Regions from separate parts of the Mus musculus genome. Here region 2 is linked to region 1. Evidence: chromatin contacts called from public HiChIP or PLAC-seq data. All regions are on one chromosome and are shown on one strand. Each heading gives the region's core, a stretch centred on a gene start, on an enhancer-like site or on the middle of the called end of the contact. The rest is flanking DNA. Distances are from core to core; before and after follow the strand shown.

Region 1 (3,787 bases), core at 406-2,905:
ATATATTGCTGGGAAAACACTATTAATTTATCTATCTACCTTTAAAAATGGAGTCACAAAACTGATGATTATGGATGCATGATTTCAAAATCTAAGGTGTTGGTTAAAACATGAAGTGAAAATGAATATTTTGCATTTCATTCTTGGTATCCTGGCATTTCTGACATCCATATGCATTTTCCATTATTATAACATAATTATCTATTTGAGAAAGTGTGGGTGTTGCATTCAGTTTTCTAGAAATTAAACTGCTAAGATATCAGGAGTTCATCTAATTGTTGACTTCTAGAGAGACTAATAACAAGATGTGATAAATATCATAGGAACAATGAAATACAGAGAACCTAGCAAAGTCCAATGTTGCTTTCTTCAGAATATTGGGCTTAAAACCTGGGAAGTTAATGATATGTGCAAAAATAATTCTTCCTCATCAATTTGAGTAAAAAAGTGTCTAACTTAATGTTCTAAACACAATGAATAAAAGTTATTACTAAGTACAATGGCCAGGTGCTGTTAGACAAAGTCATTTGCAAATCTATCTATAGAGTTGCATATTTGAAACAACATGACCTAAAGATCACACAAAAACAGAGTGATATGAGGAGTGAAAATCTTAGAAGTTAGCTATAGCACTTTCAGCATAAGTATTGGAGTCTCAGAAGCATTTCCAGGCAGTGGCATTACCCTGAGCAGTCAACTCCAGAATTGGTAAATTGAAACAAATCAGGGAAACCTGAAGACAACAACCTGTTCCTTAGCATGGTGGCCTTAGAGTAATGAAAGGTCAAGGTCTGTGATCATTTATCACCATAATTTCGCTTACAATTGACAAATACAATTTAGAAACTGACAAAGAAGTGAAATTGATCTTGTTTTTAGAGAAAATGGTATCTATCTGTTTAGATTTCTCTACTGTGGTACAATAACAACCACGATAAAGAGATCATTCACATCTATCAATAAGAGCATGAAAGTAATGCTTTGTAAATGGCTTGATTCAATTTATTGACCATAAATCCCATTTAAATGTGTGTCTTTTATAGAAGGTGAAAATGCAGTGCTTCAAGCTTCCTTTATACTTACAACACTCAACAGCCATTTTGAGCATCCCTAGTTAAGATATGCACCAGGATTGCACAGTTTGGATGATTCCAGTGACGTTAGTATATTTAATTCCCCTACTAAAAGATGATGTTTTCCTGAACTATGATTTAGAGGTTAAATATGCAGTGTAATTAGAGAATGATAAAAATAAAATGTATAATATTGTAAGTATCCTTTTGAAAATGCAAATAGTGTTTTGTGGTTTATTTAAACTATTAGGCAAGCAGTTTTGGAAATATGAAGATTACATAGAAGGAGAAATTTTTCTTTTGAGTAAATGCCAGTAATTTGAGAGTTGAAGACTGTTGGGAGCCCTCCCCTGGCTCACATGGACCAGGGTTACTCCTGGGAGGCAAACTGGAGCTGAAAAGACAGAAACTAGCTAAGTCAGGGTTCCTGATCAAAGCTCAAATGTTTAATAGCAAATGTGCTTATAAAGTGGGTGAGGGCCATCTCCCGCTAATCCATTCTTGGTGCTTGGAACCAGCTGCAGGTCACAAAGTGCAGGACAGGCTGTAGTCTCCCAAATAGCTCAGGGGCCTCTCAGCAGGTAGCAATGTCTTGAACAAGAACAGAGGCCTTGGCTGAACAATAGAGTGATCTAGGGAGGAAGGCTCCACCCTAGGTAATCTCCTTAGTGGCAGCAAGGTCAAGGTCTGGATCAGCCTGCTTCAGGCTTGGGGGTGTTACAGAAGACATTTTTAAATAAGTAAGCAGTTCATGAAATATTGTAACTATATATACTATATGTACACATATACACCAAGTCACACCATTTACTTTCATTGGTAGTATAAAGCAACAGGTCATGAAATAATCTTAACTGTGTATAAACATGTAGACAATACTGTGCCATATATTTTTCCTTTAGTAGTAGAGGTGGTCAGCAAACAGCATTCTAACAAATATTTCTCTTTTTCAGTCACCTAACAGTAGAGAATAACTGCAATTCTTTAGAGGAAACATCAGAGACAAACACTCTATCTAAACCATGAACCTCAAGGCTCACTTTGAAAGCACAGAAGCACAATAGCCCTTGAAACGTGATAATTAAGCAAGCAGACATTAGTAGTAAGTGAGAGTTAAGGTTTCAAGGGTACCTCATATTTTTTATAATCTACTGAGTAAAAGTAGAAATGTGTTTTTAAAAGTATATTTATTTCCGTGTTTACTTGATTGCTAGAATCATTTGTGTGTGTGTGCTTATTCAGAAATTTAAATTGAATTCTCTTTCTATATTTTCAATAGAAGAAGCATTTTTTTTTCTTTTTTCTTTATTTCTTTCTTTTTCTCTTCTTTCTTTTTCTTTCTTTTTCTTTCTTTCAGCATGCAATTCAGGATTGAATTTGAGTAATGTGCACTGAGATTTAAAAAAAGAAGAATAAAAGCTATGGTTAACTACCTATGTTACTCAGCCCACTGCCTGTTATTCAAAAGGGAAAAGAGCCATTATCATTATTTATAAATGAAACTTTCCTTTCTTATATATCGTTCTCATGTGGGACATTGGGCTATGCACAGACAGTCTGGTCTCCAGTTGAGCTGAAGTGGAAGCCTGGGACCCGGTGGTGATAATTCACATACATGGGACAAAAGGAGTTCTCTTGTGTCTCCTAGGACCCTGGCTCCTGTCGAAGTTACTACCCCCTCAGTCCCAACAAGAGAAGCATTGTTAGTAGTCATGTAGGCAATGTAGGGAAAAGAACCATTATCATTATTTATACATGGAACTTTCCTTTCTTATATATCGTTCTCAGAACATAATTTATGCACAGGACAGAAAATCTGTACAATCTGAGATGGTTTGAGGCTAGCAGGGTGGGGCTCCAGGTGTTCTAGAGGTGAGTACTACTGTCCCCAGCTCCTAACCACAGTGTTCCCTTTCCTCAGACCAGCAAGCCAGTCTCTCCTTTCCACCAGAAATAATGGAGATGGAAACAGATGAGATTTTGCAGTCTCTAAGGCAGAAGATTTCAAGATCCTGTCTAGAGTTGTACAAAGGCCTCCTGTACCTGAAATCCCCAGCCTAGACAGAGATAAAGCATGCCTTTTGCTAAATGCCACACTACCTGGGGAACAAATTCAGGGAGCTTCCTTGGATGAGAAAGAAGAGAAGCTTTTGCCCTGATCTGCAAAAGTTTCCCAACTGCTTGGTAAGAATTGTGTGTCCGGAAAGACTGGAGTATAGACGTGACACAAAAACCTCCTGATTCTGCCAGTTGAGCAGCTAAAAGTAGAAGATTGAAGAGGCGAGAAAATACAACAGGTACAGTTTTCTGCATAAGACTCCCAGGCGCTTAACTCATCTTTCGACTGTGAAGACATAAGATCCTTGATACACCAGATTTCCTCTCTCAAGCAAGTAGAAATATCTGCATGAAAACCACTGTGTATCTCTCAAACTTCGCACATATTTTTAAAAACTTTTTTTCACTTTATTTCAGTATTGTTCTATATAACATGAGGATAGGATTGTGTAAAAATAGTTTTACAATAATCTAAAATTACTTGCTAGCTGCAACCGACTTTTATTTATTGTTTTAAAGGTTTAAATTTTTATTTAATTTTTATTGTTTATTATCATCTTTGGTCATTGATTAGCATAATTAGAATTATAACACATAAATATTTATGAAACACATCATGCAATTTTATATGTATCCAGAGTACAATGAGGAAGTTA
Region 2 (3,656 bases), core at 436-2,935, 560 kb before region 1:
AGAAGATTTAAGAAAATAAAGTTGAATGGGCTGGGAATGCTAACAGACTGACTGGGAAAAGCAGCGCCGATGTAAAATCGCGGGGTGCATCACACGTTCTCGTTTTATTAAAAAAGAAAAGAAAAAAAAAAGAAAAGAAAAAAGAAAGAAAAAGAAAAAGAAAAAAAAAAAGGTAGAGGGCGGGGACGGGGGGTGGGGGCAGTGTTTGTTCGCTCCCAAAGAATTTAGAGCCTGGATCACTGCCTGCCGTATCCCTGCATTAAGCAGCATGGAACCGCTCCGGCTGGAGCCCAAACCCAGGCCCGACCGGTGGCTCCCGGCACAGCTGCTGGAACCACCGCTCGGGCAGAGGCAACCGGAGTTCCAGGACGCGAGGCTCCCCCTCCCCCACCCCGCCCCAAAGCAAAGGAAGGGTAAAGGGAGGAAGAAGGGGAGGGAAGAGATGGAAAGAAAGCCACTTCGCCATACCACCCAGACACACACAGAAAACCTCTTTTGCAAAGTAAACCGCGGACTTACCCGGTCTCACATCTCAGGGGCCCAGTCATCATAGCGACCCTTTCAGAAAAACACCTCTTTGGGGTGTGCACCGATTTTTGGAAGCCTAGGCAGACACAGAAGGCTGCCAGCCGTGCAGGCTGAGCAGCCAGAGGGAAGCGGCACCCGGACGCCGCGCCGCTAGCCCCGGGCCGCCGCCGCGGTGGCGACCGCGGGTTCCGGGGCTCCCCGAAGGGCTCTCCCTGGCGCTCTCCGCGGTAGCCAGGGCGGGTAGTGGGGTGTGGGGTGTGGGGGAGGGGACGGCCGGCGACTCGCTGGAAAGGCAGCTCGCGGCTGAGGCTGGGAGCCGGAGCCGGCAGGGCGGGGAGGGCGCAGTGGGGAGGGGAAGTGGGGAGACCGAGGAGGGGGACGCGGAGCGGGCTGCCCGGCCCCGTCGCCTGCTCAACGTGCTGGTCAGCCTGGTCGAGCGCTCGCTCGCACCCGCTCTCACTCACGCTCGCTCGCACCATCGCTCCCACGCGCGATCCCCAGATCTCAGGGCCCCCTCGCCGTACCCCCCTGACCCGGCCGGTACTTACTGTTCCCATCTGCACTGGGGGCAACTTTCTCCGACCCAGCGATGGCAGCCGCCCCCTCCAGCCGCCTCGGGCTCTTGGCACCCTCCGGCCTGGGATCGCGCGGGCCGCCCTCCCCTCCCCCCTAGCCTCTCCGGGTCGGCGTCTTCACCACATTCCCCCCTAGTCAGTGTCGCACGCCCCAGGACGAACCAGAAGGAGTGGGGCTCGAGGGTGTGCGTTCATCGCCCGCCTTCTTCTTGCAGCGCACACTGTACATGGTAGTGAGGGGGCGAGAGAAGGTGGTACTGGCCCCCGGGCTGCTTCGGCGGCGGTTCCTCCGCTGCGCTCTTCTCCCCCAAACGCCAGGACCACCGGACCCTGGATGCCTCTGTCCCCAAGGCAAACCTGCAATCGCGGCCCCTAATTAGTATTTGAAAGGCTCCCGCATCCTCTTGGCGGCTTCACCGCTCCCGGGGTTTGCAGCGGATTTTTGCTATCCCTCCCCAGATGCGGCGCACGATCCTCATTATTTGCAACTCTTTATCTCCGACATCCTTTGAGGGGTCCAAGGGGGGTAGGAGCAGCGTTGCTCTATGCCTGTGGCATGTCCTGGCAGCTTGGACGCTCTATAAAAAAAAAAAAAAAAAAAAAAAAAGAAAAGAAAAAAAGAAAGAAAGAAAAAAAAAAAAGAAAGAAAGAAAGAAAAAGAGAAAGAAACTAAGAAAAAGTCACGTCTTCTCTCATGGGATCTGAGAAGGCAGTCACATCTGCTGGGTAGCGGGTGCAGGGCCCGGTCCGCGGCACTTGTTTATTGTCGCGCCGCTGGTGCGAGCCAAGCTGCAGCAGACATGATGGCCCGGGGCGAAGCAGGAGCCCAGTGGCCGGTAGGTGGCAGCCGAGGGCGAAGGCGTCCCTGGGCTCTGGAGGCATAGCCAGAACCCCCTTAGATGTCACATTCGTGGAGACAGAGGAGTCTTGGACCATGTGCGCAACTGGAGCGTAGGAGTGTGCACTCGTCTTCTCGGAAAGGAAGGGCTGGAAATAACCCTGACAGTGTTAGGCTTGGTGGCGATCAGGGACAGATGACTCTTACCGGTAGCCGTTTGCCCAAATGCTTCTGCCCTTTGGAAGAGTCTTTGTGGCAGTGTGAGTTGTCTCCAGTAAGGGACCCTGGAGGGAGTGGCTCATCCTAGCTATAAAGAGTGTGTTATTTTTATCTTTTTTTTTTAAAGAATCACTTTTTCTAAGTATGTCGGAGTGATTGAGCAGAGAGAAAAATGAATACCCTAAGCGAACTAGAAATCTGGAAAGAACCGAAATAGAGGCAGTGTCTCATGACACTTTACTTGAGGACTCACCTGATGAACTGCTGATCAACTCTATAGTAAGTATGACTGGCTTCTACCAGGAAACCAGACAACTTCCTCCCCTAAAGGAGGTCTGTATATTCATAGGATGTGTTTTACGTTTTAAGAATTTAAGGCCTGCAGCCTTCACAAGGAGCAAAGGAAAATTGTTTTGAGTTAGGGGCCCAGAGCAGGCTGCTCATTCGCTTCAAACTGTCTTAGATGGCCAGTTTGGCCATGCAAGTGAATTTTAATTTTTCTATTCTGAAATTATGTTTTAAACATACATAGAAGTCTCTCAGTTTTCACTAATGGGAACTTATTGTGGTTATAGTCTGATTATACGCGATTGATATTAATAGATTCCAGGGGTAGTATTTTATGTGTTTGTCTATAAAGAGTTCTTCACAGCATCCATGTATGTTCAATTTCAAGGGCTTATATAGAGGTAGTGAATTATTTCAACCTTTTGGAAATTTTAATGATTTTAATATTTCTTCTACATAAATATGATGAGTATATGTATTCTAGCTAAGCCGTAAACACTTTTTTGAAGCAGTGTTTATTTCCTGTAAGTTTGGGTGCTCTTCGAGGGAGAAAAGAGTGACGTAATCTGTGATGTCAGTTGATGAAAATCTTAGAACAAAATTAAGTTTGCATATTCTGTCATAGGAATGACAGCTACTGGGCTCAAAATCACTTAAAAGTAACACTTGCTATCCCTTCATTGAGTTCTTTATCCTATAATCTGACATCACAATGTATGAACTTTATTTTAAAGTGTAAAATCAACTTTATTCTTTAAAATTGTGAATATTTAAATTTACATGTTAATATCAATCATAGCCGTAAACCTTCAGGATGAAAATACTGAGTCTTATCAGCAACCTAATTTGTAATGATTATTAAAGCAGTATAATTTCTGATAGGTTGTGAACTGTCTCAATTATTAGGCTGAAATCTTAGGATATCTCTTTTAGAGTATTAGTGTGTGACACCTTCACAAGCCCACTCAATATAAACAGGACTTTAAGTTCTGTTTTGCAGTATTTCATTCTAAACAGTACTCTATTTAAAACAAATTTTGTCAAACCTCCAAGTATCAGAATATAGTTGTACTATGTTTAACAATTTTGCATGAAGCATTTATACCCACATTCCAGATTCTCCTGTATAATTCAAATAAATAAATGAAAGCTTTTAGCATTGGCACAGGAGCTCAGACACTATTACCACTAGATGTCCCTACAAACTG

Evidence for each region. HiChIP or PLAC-seq counts read pairs in DNA pulled down with a chosen protein or histone mark.
Region 2: an H3K27ac HiChIP or PLAC-seq map of embryonic stem cells shows a contact between it and region 1, with 8 times the contacts expected there. The contact joins the promoter of Slitrk5 here to the enhancer-like site in region 1. A contact is called at or near these places in 9 of 39 promoter capture datasets (cranial neural crest, embryonic stem cells, hippocampal neurons and 2 more), 6 of 484 Hi-C or Micro-C datasets (cerebral cortex, cortical neurons, embryonic stem cells and 1 more), 14 of 115 datasets of contacts at active chromatin or transcription factors (astrocytes, craniofacial prominence, embryonic hindbrain and 5 more) and 2 of 9 other capture datasets (embryonic stem cells and pancreatic islet).

Annotation. Positions count from the first base shown.
Region 1 is chr14:111,114,664-111,118,450 of GRCm38.p6, reverse strand. No RefSeq gene overlaps it. Among named protein-coding and RNA genes, the nearest start is that of Slitrk6, 360 kb to the right of the region's middle. Within about 2 kb of position 1,655, at least 3 of the 459 cell types and tissues checked have an H3K27ac peak or open chromatin away from gene starts, as enhancers often do. A contact at or near this core is called in embryonic stem cells, where this site is marked.
Region 2 is chr14:111,673,144-111,676,799 of GRCm38.p6, reverse strand. It overlaps Slitrk5 (SLIT and NTRK-like family, member 5), which reads right to left and starts at 1,685. Exons shown (of 2, transcript NM_198865.1): 1 at 1,077-1,685. Gm30439 (a long non-coding RNA gene) reads left to right here and starts at 1,288. Exons shown (of 4, transcript XR_001781455.2): 1 at 1,288-2,439.